Regions from separate parts of the Sus scrofa genome. Here regions 1 and 2 are each linked to region 3. The links are chromatin contacts, called in public HiChIP or PLAC-seq maps. All regions are on one chromosome and are shown on one strand. Each heading gives the region's core, a stretch centred on a gene start, on an enhancer-like site or on the middle of the called end of the contact. The rest is flanking DNA. Distances are from core to core; before and after follow the strand shown. Region 1 holds the start of LOC102160814. Region 2 overlaps LOC102161394 (a long non-coding RNA gene). Region 3 holds the start of ACBD6 (acyl-CoA-binding domain-containing protein 6).

The links. HiChIP or PLAC-seq counts read pairs in DNA pulled down with a chosen protein or histone mark.
Region 1: an H3K27ac HiChIP or PLAC-seq map of alveolar macrophages shows a contact between it and region 3. The contact joins the promoter of LOC102160814 here to the promoter of ACBD6 in region 3.
Region 2: an H3K27ac HiChIP or PLAC-seq map of alveolar macrophages shows a contact between it and region 3. The contact joins the enhancer-like site here to the promoter of ACBD6 in region 3. A contact is called at or near these places in 12 of 47 Hi-C or Micro-C datasets (alveolar macrophages, embryonic fibroblasts, fetal heart ventricle and 8 more) and 2 of 2 datasets of contacts at active chromatin or transcription factors (alveolar macrophages and skeletal muscle).

The regions. Positions count from the first base shown.
Region 1 is chr9:122,646,361-122,650,560 of Sscrofa11.1, reverse strand. It overlaps LOC102160814, which reads right to left and starts at 1,271. Exons shown (of 5, transcript XM_021063969.1): 1 at 1,212-1,271; 2 at 1-256. The coding sequence starts at 1,271.
Region 2 is chr9:122,699,366-122,703,575 of Sscrofa11.1, reverse strand. The region is part of intron 1 of LOC102161394 (a long non-coding RNA gene); the gene reads right to left. Among named protein-coding and RNA genes, the nearest start is that of IER5, 68 kb to the right of the region's middle. Within about 2 kb of position 1,430, at least 12 of the 83 cell types and tissues checked have an H3K27ac peak or open chromatin away from gene starts, as enhancers often do. A contact at or near this core is called in alveolar macrophages, retroperitoneal adipose tissue and skeletal muscle, where this site is marked.
Region 3 is chr9:122,114,656-122,118,550 of Sscrofa11.1, reverse strand. It overlaps ACBD6 (acyl-CoA-binding domain-containing protein 6), which reads left to right and starts at 2,520. Exons shown (of 8, transcript XM_003130348.5): 1 at 2,520-3,299. The coding sequence starts at 3,078.

The DNA of each region.
Region 1 (4,200 bases), core at 22-2,521, 530 kb before region 3:
CCCTCCCCGTCGCCGGACCGCCCGGAAAGGCGGGAGCAGGGGAGGAAGCTCCGCGGCGGTGGAGGCTGCAGGAGCGCCGCGCTGGCCGTGTTGTCTCCTCAGAGCCTCCCCCGGCCGCGCCTGACCTCCGGCCCCTCAAAATCCTCCCCAGGTCTCCCCACCCAGCCCTTTCTCTGGGGATGGGAGGAGACCTTGGCGGAGAGTCCCGGGCCTGCGCAGTCAGGTGCAAGGGGTGCCTAGAAAATAAAGCCTTCTCCTACCCGAGGGTCGGGGGTGGGGTGGGGGTGGGGTGGGGAGGGGTGGGGTGGGAGTGGGGCAAGAAACCCGAAAGTGTGGGCTGGAGGGGGAATCGCCCTCCTGCTACTGAGTCTTGTGTTCTGGAAGCCCCTCCCCAAGTTCACTGCACTCTGAAAAGTCCCTGTTGCTCCTTGATGAGATTGCAGACCCCACTCCTAGGAAGATTTCCATCGTGCGTGACCTCGCCCGTTTTGTTTGTTGGCGAGGTGTGCAAGGAGTATTGCAGATACCCAAAAGAGTGTCTCCAGCTTCCAGGGTGATTGGGACAGAATTGAAGACTTTGGGAGTTCCCTGGTGGCTCAGTGAATTAAGGATCCGGCGTTGTCATCTGCTGTGACACAGATCGGATCGCTCTCTGGCCTTAAAGAATTGAGAATGGAGACTTTGATCCACCAAATAGGGGAAGGAAGAAGTGGAGGAAGGAATGGGGCAGACCAGACAGTTCCATTTACACCATCCCTCTTCAGAGGCAGCGTCTACCCCCCCACTTTGGGAAGGTGGGCTAGGGCAGCGCAGAGCCCCTGGAATTTAGTTCAACGCAGAAAAGGTTTTGAATTAAATTAATGTTTAGTGAAGGAATATGATTAAAACTAGACAGTGCCTTCAGTTGTCCTGGGTGGCCAGGGCATCTCCAGGAAATACACAAAGTATTCAGGTCCTTTGAAATTTGGTCCCAAATCAAAAGACCATAATAAAATAATAACCTGCTTTTGTAAAGGCCTTTCCTCTAAGAATGTTGGCTCATTCCACATATATTTCCCACTTCAAATTCCATAAAATTGCAGAGCAGAAGAAAGGAGTTATATGGGGCAAATGAGTTTCACTTATCCATGATTAGAGTGGAGGAGCATCAAGAGTTCCCTTCCTAGTTCTTAGAACCCTGTGTTTTCTTTGAAGTAGTATGGTGGACTTACCTTGGTATGGTCAAGAGTTTGGGGATGTGCAACCAGAGGGCGTGAGACTTGCTGGGCCATTTAGGCCTAAGTTTCCTCATCTGAGAAATGATTATTGTGAAAATGAGGTAATGTATGAACTATTCCTCATAAGCTGTAGGATTTGGCACACACATGCTTTATTTAGTTCCTGGGACATCTATTAGCTGATACACAAGTCATTATTCATAGACTCTAGCTGCAAAATGCTTTCCCAAGAGTTTATTGGTTATTTCTCCAGATGTCATAGTTTGATACAGACAACCTTTTCCAAGTGTCCTCTGAATGGGAGAAGAAATTCAGTTGTTTTTTCAGAGCCACTCCTGTATCCTTGGTTCAGTTTCACATTAAAATACCAGATGACTTCCTTTTTACTTCTTAGCCTATAGGACAGCTTCAACCACTACACACTCCAAGTCTAGGCACCAGAAACCCAAGCCCAGAAGAGCTGCCCCAGTAAGAGACAGGGAGTTATAAAAGAATAAATGTTAACACAGGACCAGAGAAGACAATCTGACAACCCAGAGAATAAGACAGAAGGTGCTTGGACTCAGGAGGGTGCCAGATCTGCAAGTTGGAGGGCATGGAGGCAGGTCTGAAGGGCTCTATGTGCTGCTGAATAGCCTTTAATATTACTGTAGAGTGAATTGTCCATCTCCCCCCCCCAAACCACCAGCACATTCATATGTTGAAGCTCTAATTCCCAATGTGACTACATCTGGAGGTACCGTCTTTAGGATGTAATTAAAATTGAGTTCATAGGCATTGTGGCCTTATATGAGGGGAAAGAGAATCTCTCCACTACCACCACCAGGTGTGCGTACAATGAGAAGGCAGTCATTTGCAAGTCCTCACTAGAACCCAACTATGCTGGCACGCTGATCTCCATGCTCCAACACTATGAGAAAATAAATTCCTGTTGTTTAAGTCACCCCGTCTGTGGCATTTTGTTATGGCAGCCCGAGCAGACTAAGACAAATATGTCTTGCTTGGAGCTGAACACCCTTCCTACCACCTCCACCACCTGGCGTTTGGTTCAGCACTTCCACAGTTGTCTCATTTTTAATTCACTGTGTGAGTTGGAATTGGCAGGATTTATTTTTAAATGAAGAAGCTAAAACTCAGGATGATGTGACTTGCTGAGAGTCAGATAGTGAATGGGCCAAACCAACGCTTGAGTCTCCCCAGACAACATCTAGTCAACTAAGGCTATGCACTTACCATGTGCTGGGTTCTGATCTAGATTAAGGCACTAGAAAGATGAATGGGGTTTAGAGTTGAGGAGGGCACAGTCTGGTCAGGAAGAGAAATATGTGAATGAATAATTTCAGCAAGGAGAAGTATCTACCAGGATAACAGGCCCAGCAGGTCTGTGGGAAAAGCGTTCCAGGCAGAGGAATCCTCGGAAAAGATGGCTTTTGGGGGGGGGGGACCCATCAGTACTGCTGAGAGCAGAGCATGGTGGAGGGAAGGAAGGGGTAGAGACGCTCCACATGCCTTTGGAGATACATCTCCTTCTCCTCCTGCCCAAAGACTCCCAATTGCCTCCCCAGGGTCCTGGCCAAAGGGGAGAACTGAACTTGAACAGAGATCAAGGCAGTCCTTAAGGGACCTAATATCTCTAAGCAGAAGCAACAATAAACTCTTCAATGAGGTTCATATTGACAGTCTATAGTGAAATAGCTTTGATCCTTTGAGCTGGGGTCTCCTAAGGGTTAGTTGATTACAGCCCTAATCATTTGCGAATAAGCAATAATGTGCTTTAATGAGGAGACGGTATGAATTGCATACCCATGGCTTTTACTAGCAAGGTGTCAATGTTTATACCCAGCTGCTCGTTTCCAGAGGCAGGAAGCTTTATTAGTACGGGATCATCCCTCACAACAGAAATGCAGCAAAGGACCTTGGTTAATGAAGGGACTAACACCTATCTGTTCCACTTGGGAAGCATTCGTCCAAGTTCTTACTAGTTACAGTCTGATACGAGGATTCACTTATCTTCTGCTTTATGAGTACAAGTTGCATACCTGTGTTTATCACATCTTTAATCCACTCTTTCAGGGATTTATTAAATCACAGCACTCAAATGCCCTCTCTGGGGGAGAGACTGTAGGTTGGGGAAGAAATGAATCCAGAAGGGCTACTTGCACTCCCAGCCCCTCTCCCAGGGAAACCCAGTTCCTCAGGTCTGCTCACCTCCCCAGGGTGCTCATTCTGCACACCAGGCCAACAGCCAATTTAAAGGCTAGTTCTGGGATTTCAACATCACTCTGCCTGGGACCAAATGAAGACTATCACCTCTGCCTCACTGGAGACCTCATTAGAACTTGAACTCTGGTCTTTGTTCCTTCCCAGTGGGTTCAATACAATGGAGAAGGTAAGGGGAGAAGGGGGGTCGGTAAACCCACAACTCCCAGAGCAGCAAGAGTCCGACAGCCTCTGAGAACTAGAAGTGAGTAAACAGGCAATTACCTACAAGACAGCCGGGTAACCAGAGAAGTGGCTGAAATGAATTGATTCCACTCACTGTCTAAGAGACATCTGCCTTCCCTCAGCCCCGCTACCCTACTCCAACTTCTCAAGGCTAATTTCAGCACCCTCTGCCCACTTTCCAAGTGATATTCCATGCTGAACAGAACCGAGATCCCAGGACTGAGAGGCGAACGGTTCCCTTCTGGCTACCTTCTTGGCTTGGCCATTGTCAATGTCACTGCTCTTTGTCTATATTGTGAAAAGGGGAAAGAATCAGACGGTGCTGCACCCTCCCTACTCCAAGACCTATAGCCTTCCTATCCTTTGGGGGAAGAGAATTTAGGAAGAAAGAGGTGACTCAGAATTTGCTTCTTAGAAATAGCAGTGGAAACCCAGCTGGGCTGCAGGAAGTGTGGGGTCTGAGTGAAAGAAGCCTCACATTCCTTTCTTTCTTTTGGCTGGGAGCTCCCTCCTGCCTAGCTTCCAGGCTGGTCCCCAG
Region 2 (4,210 bases), core at 181-2,680, 590 kb before region 3:
TAACTCCTCTGTGAGGGTGAGAAAACTTTCTGGTAGCATAAGATAATCAAGCTGCTAGGGACTGAAGGCTTGTGTGCCCCCACAGTTCACATGGTAAAGTGCTAATCCCCAATATGATGGTATTAGACATGGACTCTTCAAGGGATAATTAGATTTTGATGAAGTTATGAGGGTGGGGTCCCCATGATGGGGTTAGTGCCTTTCTAAGAAGAGAAAGAGACGCCAGAGCTTCCTCTGTCTGCCACGTGAGGATACAGGAGAAGGTGAGCATCTGCAAAGCTCTCACCAGAACCCCACCGTGCTGGCACCCCAATCTAGGACTTCCCAGCCTCCAGACCCATGAGAAGTTTGTTGTTTAATACACCCAGACTTAGCAGCCCGAGCCAACTAAGACACATGCATAATAGTCTGATCTACATATAGACAGGGAGCCAGCGAAGCAAAGAGAGAGGTGCAGGTGGAGTTTTCTAACCCTTGAGAACAAGGACAGGGGCCTGTGCCAGGTACAAGCAGCTGTCCAACAGTGAGAAGACAGATGACAATCTCTAACTCAGAAGCATTTCATGCTGGTGGTTACCCTTTGCCCTACTCACCTTTCCCCTAAACCTTGAAGCACCACACTATCAGCACACCTGCCCAGCTCTTGGCCAGATCGGGTTACAAGCTGTAAATAAAGAGGCATTTACGGGACAGCATGTGGTCTGAGGTTCCCAAGCCTGGCTGTACCCAGGAAGCTCTGGGGGAGCTTTCCAGCACACAATGCCCACTCCCAGTCATAGTCATATTTGGCTGATCCCACAGCTACCTAGGCAATAGGATTTTTTAAAGCTCCTGGGCAAATACTGTTGTTCAATCACAGCTGAGAATCACTGGCCTAGAACAGGCCTGAGATGAAGGAAAACGCTCTTTCTGCCCCAACGGGCTGAGTCTGGGGACAGGGGCCTGAGAGGCCCTCTCCCAGGGGCCACTTTTCAGAGGCCACTTTTCTCCCAGGGGCCAAATTTCAGAGGCCACTTTTTTTGTTTTGTTTTGTTTTTGCTTTTCTAGGGCCGCACCGTGGTATATGGAGGTTCCCAGGGAAGGAGGCTAATCAGAGCTACAGCTGCCGGCCTACGCCAGAGCCACAGCAACGTCGGATCCAAGCCTCTGTGACCTACACCACAGCTCACGGAAACGCTGGATCCTTAACCCACTGAGCAAGGCCAGGGATCGAACCCACAATCTCATGGTTCTTGGTTGGATTTGGGTTTTTTTGGTTTCTTTTTTTCAGAGGCCACCGTTTTGACAGCTTTGGGAACTGGTTCCCCTTTCCCTGAAGGAAATGTGTAGCTCTTCTCTGAAATCAGAAAAGAGGAAGCATAGTGTGCTTGTCAGCAAAAGTAACAACTCTCCCCAAGGGGAGATGGGGAGATTTCTCTTCCCTTAACGTGGACAAAATCACAGGCCAGCAGCCTAGAATCAAGGTCAGGGTGAGGGGGCAGTTCAGTTCCTCACACGCACAGCCTCACATGGAAATGGCCCAGACAACATAAGTTCTGTTAAAACCTACCCCCTTGAGTGTGGAAACAAGGGAACCCTCCCACACTGTCGGTGGGAATGTAAACTGGTGAGGCTAGCAGGGAAAACAGTGTGGAGGTTGCTCAAAAAACTAAAACTAGGAGTTCCCATCATGGCTCGGTGGTTAACAAATCCGACTTGGAACAATGAGGTTGTGGGTTCGATCCCTGGCCTTGCTCAGTGGGTTAAGGATCCAGTGTTGCTGTGAGCTGTGGTGTGCGTTGCAGACACAGCTCGGATCCCGAGTTGCTGTGGCTGTGGAATAGGCTGGCAGCTACAGCTCCAATTAGACCCCTAGCCTGGGAACCTCCATATGCCACAGGAGCGGCCCTAGAAAAGGTAAAAAGACAAAAAAAAAAAAAAAAAACACAAAAAACTAAAACTAGAGTTGCTATATGATCTAGCAATCCCATTTCTGGGCATATACCCAGACAAAACTATAAGTCACAAAGATACATAAACCCCAGTGTTCAGAGCAGCACTACTTACCACAGCCAAGACATGGAAACAACCTAAAGGTCCATCAACAGATGAATGGATGAAAAAGATGTGGTGCATATATTCAATGGACTATTACCAGCCGTAAGAAAGAATGAAATAATGCTATTTGCAGCAACATGGATGGACTGAGAGATTATCAAACAAAGTAAGTCAGTAAGAGAAAGACAAATATCATATCATATTACTTCTATGGAGAATCTAAAATATGACATAAATAAACCTATATACGAAAAAGAAACAGACTCACAGAGAACAGACTTGTGGTTGCCGAAGAAGGGGGTGGAAGAGGGAAGGCTTAGGAGTTTAGGATTAGCAGGTACAAACTATTTTTTTTTTCTTTGCCTTTTCTAGGGCCGCTCCTGCGGCATATGGAGGTTCCCAGGCTAGGGGTCTAATTGGAGCTGTAGCCGCTGGCCTACACCAGAGCCACAGCAACGGGGGATCCGAGGCACATCTGCGACCTACACCACAGCTCACAGCAATGCTGGATCCTTAACCCACTGAGCAAGGCCAGAGATTGAACCCTCATCCTCATGGATCCTAGTTGGGTTCATTAACCACTGAGCCACAACAGGAACTCCGGTGCAAACTATTACATTCAGGACAGATAAACAGCAAGGTCCTACTCTACCGCACAGGGAACCATATTCTATTACCTGTGATAAACCATAATGGAAAGAATACGAAAAAGAACATTATATATATATATATATATATATATATATATATATATGTATGTATGTAACTGAGTCACCTTGCTGTATAATAGAAATTAACACAACACTGTAAATCAACTATACTTCAACACCCAAACAAAGCCTATCCCCTCGGATCTAGACAGCACTTCTCCCCCTCCTCTCTGTCTCAAGACCACACCCCCCATGATCTCTGCATCCTGATCCAGCTCCACTCTCCCACATCCTCCCAACTCCTGCCTCTTCACTACAGCCCCAGCCCAGCACCCCAGGCCTCTGACCAGCCTCACCCTGTGGCCCCCTGCCAGCTCGGGCTCCTGGTTACTCCGCCCCTTGGCCACTACCCAGGATGAGTAATGCCTGAGTTTGCAGCAGGCTCTGCATGAACCGCCTGCCCAGGTGGCTCCCCACCTCAGACCTCCTCGCAGGAGGGGGAATCATCTGCCTAAGCCACATGGACAAAGTGACTGAGCATCTCCCTGTGCTCCAACTCCAGGGAGCCAACTGCATAAGCTTCCTCCTCCTCCTCCTCGGGAACTGCAAGCTCTCCTGCAGCTTTGCCCTCCCCTTCCCTCCCCATCACCTCTGGTTCCTGGCCTGGGACTCCCCACCCCACTCAAGCTCGCCCTCCCCTCCTCGCACCACAATCTTCAACAAACTCTGACCCAAACCCACCTCCTCCCCACTTAGTGGGCCAGGGGCCCAGCTTCCTGACAACAGTCTGCTGCTCCAACACCACTAGGACTTCACACAGCTCACCTGCCAGGTAAGCTCCTTTCTTCACTGTGTAGCAGCTGCTGAATGCCAGGCCCCGCATTGGGCACAGGCACAAAGCGGGGTGGGGGGGAGGCCTTCTTGGGCTCACAGGGAAGCGGGGTGCACGGAAAGGTAACCAACATGACCACACAGCAAGCCCTGAAGTCAGGAAGAGAAAGGGGACCTCTGGGGGCAGAAGACGTCCTCATTCTGCAGCCAGAGGCTCCTGCCCAAGGCCCCCCGCCTCTCCCTGACCTCACGCCCCCACGTTCCCTCCTGGTCCAGAGCTGGGTCCTGGTCCTCTAACAGCTCCTCTGCTTTTCTCTCTCAGGCACTTTTTTTTTTGCCATGACCCCTCTGCTCCTCCAGCTGTCACCACCCCAGCCACCCCACCTCGGTCAGTCTCCAAGGCTTCTTGCCTTCTAGCTAAGAACCTCTGGACTTCCCCACCCCATGGTCACAACCCCACCTCACGTGCTACACAAGCTCACCTCCTCTCGCCATAAAGGACGGACCCCCCCCCAGACGTGTCTACCTAGAAGCCCAATGCCACCCCTTGGACCATTCTTTTTTTCTTTCTTTCCTTCTTTTCTTTTTAGGGCCACACCTACAGCATATGGAAGTTCCCAGACTAGAGGTCAAATTGGAGCTTCAGCTGCTGGCCTACACCACAGCCTCAGCAACACGGGATCCAAGCCGCA
Region 3 (3,895 bases), core at 1,271-3,770:
AGCAACGCCGGATCCTTAACCCACTGAGAAAGCCCAGGATCGAACCTGCAACCTCATGGTTCCTAGTCGGATTCGTTAACCACTGAGCCACGACGGGAACTCCTTGATGTGGGATCTTAATTCCCAGACCAGGGATTGACTCCCGGCTGCAGCAGTGAAAGCTCTGACTTCTAGCCACTAGACCACCAGGGAACTCCCAGTTCAATTACTTTCTAACAACAATATTTTTTCTGTTTGCGCAGATTTTGGATTTGCTATTGAATACATATGACTTGTTAATTCAGAATTCTGGTCAGTTCAGGATGTTGTAGTGGAATATTTCACAAAAACATTCCCATCTTCTTTTTGCTCTTCTCCTGTGAAACTACTTACAAAGATCTAGAGCCTTTGGTGAGTGCAAACACTGGGAAATGCTGGCAAAAATAGCTGGGTACTATTCTAATAGCGTAACATTCAGGCCTTTCAGTAAAGTTAACAACACTTCTCAGAATCACTTAAAGAAATGACCAGTTTAAGAACTTACTCTGCTTCTAAAACTTATTTCTTAGAACATCACTCATAGAATTTGTACGAAGTATCCTATGCATATAATCTTATTAACATTTTACTTGCACTGTTTTCAGTGGGGGAGGGGGAGATGAACCTGCGTATAAAATGACAGCTCTACAAGCAAGACTGATTAGAATTTCATGAGATTTTCTCCTGTCTGCTCCTTTCAGGCTCATTTTGGGCTCTAGGTGTTAGCATTTCTTGCTATTGTTTTTGGCTTGTTAGTTTAATTAGGAACTTCTCTATGTTGATTGTTAAACTTTCATCCTGATTGCTTAAGCTTTTATTCTAGTCACATTTTCTCCTGGCTTCCTGATTTCTCAGCTGATTTTCCTTGAGATTCAGAAAAACATACCCATTCCCAATAACTGCTCAAATAGAAACACCCATTGGAAAAACTCTATTCGCTCAAAGTCACCAGATCCTGATTGTTTGGGGCTTCAAACAGAATCTTCAAGAAATCACAGGTTCTCAGGTGTCAGTGATCTTGAGGCAAAGCCCTCCAGGAAGCCCCTATAGTTACCACATTGTGTTTATTTCCATGAGGAAGAACATAAAGTGGAGAACTATGGGTTGTTTCAGTGATCGACCTATGACAGGATTTGTGCTTTGACTGGTAACTAGTGGGGCAGTCTAAGAAACTGGGGGTATGTTCACGATTGGACACTGTCAGGAAGCTGGGACAATTCTATGACTGGGTATCTCAATCAGTCTTATCTATATAGCAGAAAGACTCGCATGAGAACAAACCTGTACTCTGTAAATATGCAAGAGTCACTTATTTTGGCTCAGAGAAAGTGTGTTTGATATTTTGAGTGATCCTGGTTTTGTCTGTGATTAAACAAACTTCTGAAGTGCTTTGCTTTGTCTTTATTTGATCATGGTTTCAGATGCCCTTGACTGAGGTTGGTATTCATGAGGTGATTTCCACCTAATAGGAGGATGATATGGTTTAGCTGTGAGTTCTAGATCAGCTTCTGAATGTCAAGGGCTCTTTTTTTTTTTTCTTTCTTAAATTTTCATTCATATATACTGGATATATAGAAAAGTACATATATTTTAAGTGAATCCACTTGTGTAACCAGCATTTGGTTCAAGAAAGAGAACGCTGTCAACATCCAGAAGCTCCCCTTATGCACCCCAGACCATTCACTGTCCTGATTTCTGACATCATAGGTCCGTTTTGCTTGGTTTTGAGCTTTGAAGCAAAGGAAACACAAAGGATGAGCTTTTGATGGCTTACTGAGCTCTGCTGTTATGAGATTCATTCATGTGCTGAAAACCACGCTTCTACAGAGCCGTACCTCAGAGCTACTGAGAGGCTGACTCCTCGACTTTGGTCCTCGGTTTGGCTCAAACAAAACATTCTTCTATTATTTTCTTTTGGGGCTGCCACAAGGCAGGTGGAGGTTCTCCAGCCGGGGATCAAACCCAAGCCATAGCAGTGACCACGTGGGGTCCTTTACCCGCTGAGCCACCTGGGAAACCCTATTCTTACTATAGATCATTATTTCTGTTAACATTATTATAATCATATTGTAGTTTTTGCAGGTTTCTAACATAGGGCAGAACTAAGCGTATTTCTGGTTTCACTGTCAGTGACTGCCACAGCACAGCGGCAAAGACTGAGCTGGGAACAAGCAAATCAGGCTAAGGGCCACGGGGGTGGGGTCCCATGAGCTCTGCCAGGTGTGGGTTCTGCAAGTCGTGCAAAGCAACACATGAAGAGATTTGACCAATCTCACAGTTTGGGTGCTGAAGGTCCCATCTCCCATATTTTCATTCACTCTACAAGTTAGAACCAATCCCTCCAGCAAGAGAATGCCGACATTCGACGTCCGCTTTGGGACACTGAGGCTACACAATCTGGGGAGGCGGGCGCAGGCGGAACCTTCGTGCTCAGCTCCAAGTTTCCCACGACTCCGCTCCTATCGCTACACTACCAAATAGACGGCCTCCTTCCCCACCCGCCGATGGCCTAGCCCGAGAATGGGTTCCGGTATTTTCAGCAAAACGATTAACGGACATCTGAACGACTCAGGGCACTTTCTCCAAGCAGCGTTTCCCTAGCTCACCGCAAGAGTCCCTTAATTTACTGGAGGGTGCCCAACCCAGAGCTACCCACGTTTCCCTCTCCCAGCGTGTAACAGGGGGCCGGCCGTAGCCCTGGGCGCGTGCTCGGCACTCACGTCGCCCCGCCCCCGCCCCGCCCCCTACCGGCCCCCGTCCCGCCCTCTTTCCGGGACCTCGAGGCCTGTGGCCAGCGGACCCCCAGCGCTGCTGGAGAGACCCCGGATGAGTCCGAGGTCCTGGGTAGCTAGGAGAGGCCGGAGGAGACCTGGGCCGCAGGGGTTAGCCGCAGAGGGTGGCGGAGCCAGCCCTGCACGCGCCGGGCGGAAAAAGGGAGGGAGATAGAGTTAAGGGAGGGAGCGCGGAGTAAGTGAGCTTGGGTCCGACTCAGGGAGGGGACTGGTGGGCCAGGCCCCCAAGACGGCGTTACACCCGGTCTGAAGAAGACAGGCGGACACATGGCCTCGCCATTCCTGCCTTCGGGGGCTACCACGGGCGACAGCGGCGGAGAGCTGAGCTCGGGGGACGACTCCGGGGATGCGGAATCCCTCCAGAGCCCCGAGACCGAGGCGTCCAGGAGCCTGACCGAGCTGTTTGAGAAGGCGGCCGCGCACCTCCAAGGCCTGGTTCAGGTGGCCAGCAGGGAGCAGCTCTTGTACCTGTATGCCAGGTACAAGCAGGTAAAGTCACGAGGAAGGGGTGGATGCGGGTGAACGACCAAAGGCCTCTCTTTTCTCCAAAATCTAATGGTAAATGAGCTTGGTTAATGGCCAGGTGTAGTGAAGTTTTGTGTGTATGTTCTGTTTTTTAATCATCTGCTAAGGATTTGCATCATTCAACAAGCTTGGTTAATGGCCAGGTGTAATGAAGTTTATGTGGGTGCTTTGTTTTTTAATTATCTGTTAAGGATTTGCATCATTCTGGACATGGAAAGGACCTGTCTGCTATCTGAGAAGTGATATTTAGCTGGCTACTGAATGACAGTTTTTCTGTGTCTTCTCTGACTTGCCCAGTGACCTTGCACTTAAGCTTTCACCAGCTTCAGAACCTTTACAAAAATGGGCAAAACACTTGGGGTTTTATGCCTGTGGGGAATGCGGAGAAGCAAAAGCATCATGATACTTGCCATCAAGAGACTTTACAAAGTTAATTGAGGAGTCTAGATTTAAACGGGTGAAAAATTGCTGACTAGAGTTAAATAACAGTTTAGGAAAACTCTAGCTCTTTGGAACACTGGAAGTGATGAAGCTCTGGAGGATAGCCCATTTTCTTTTAT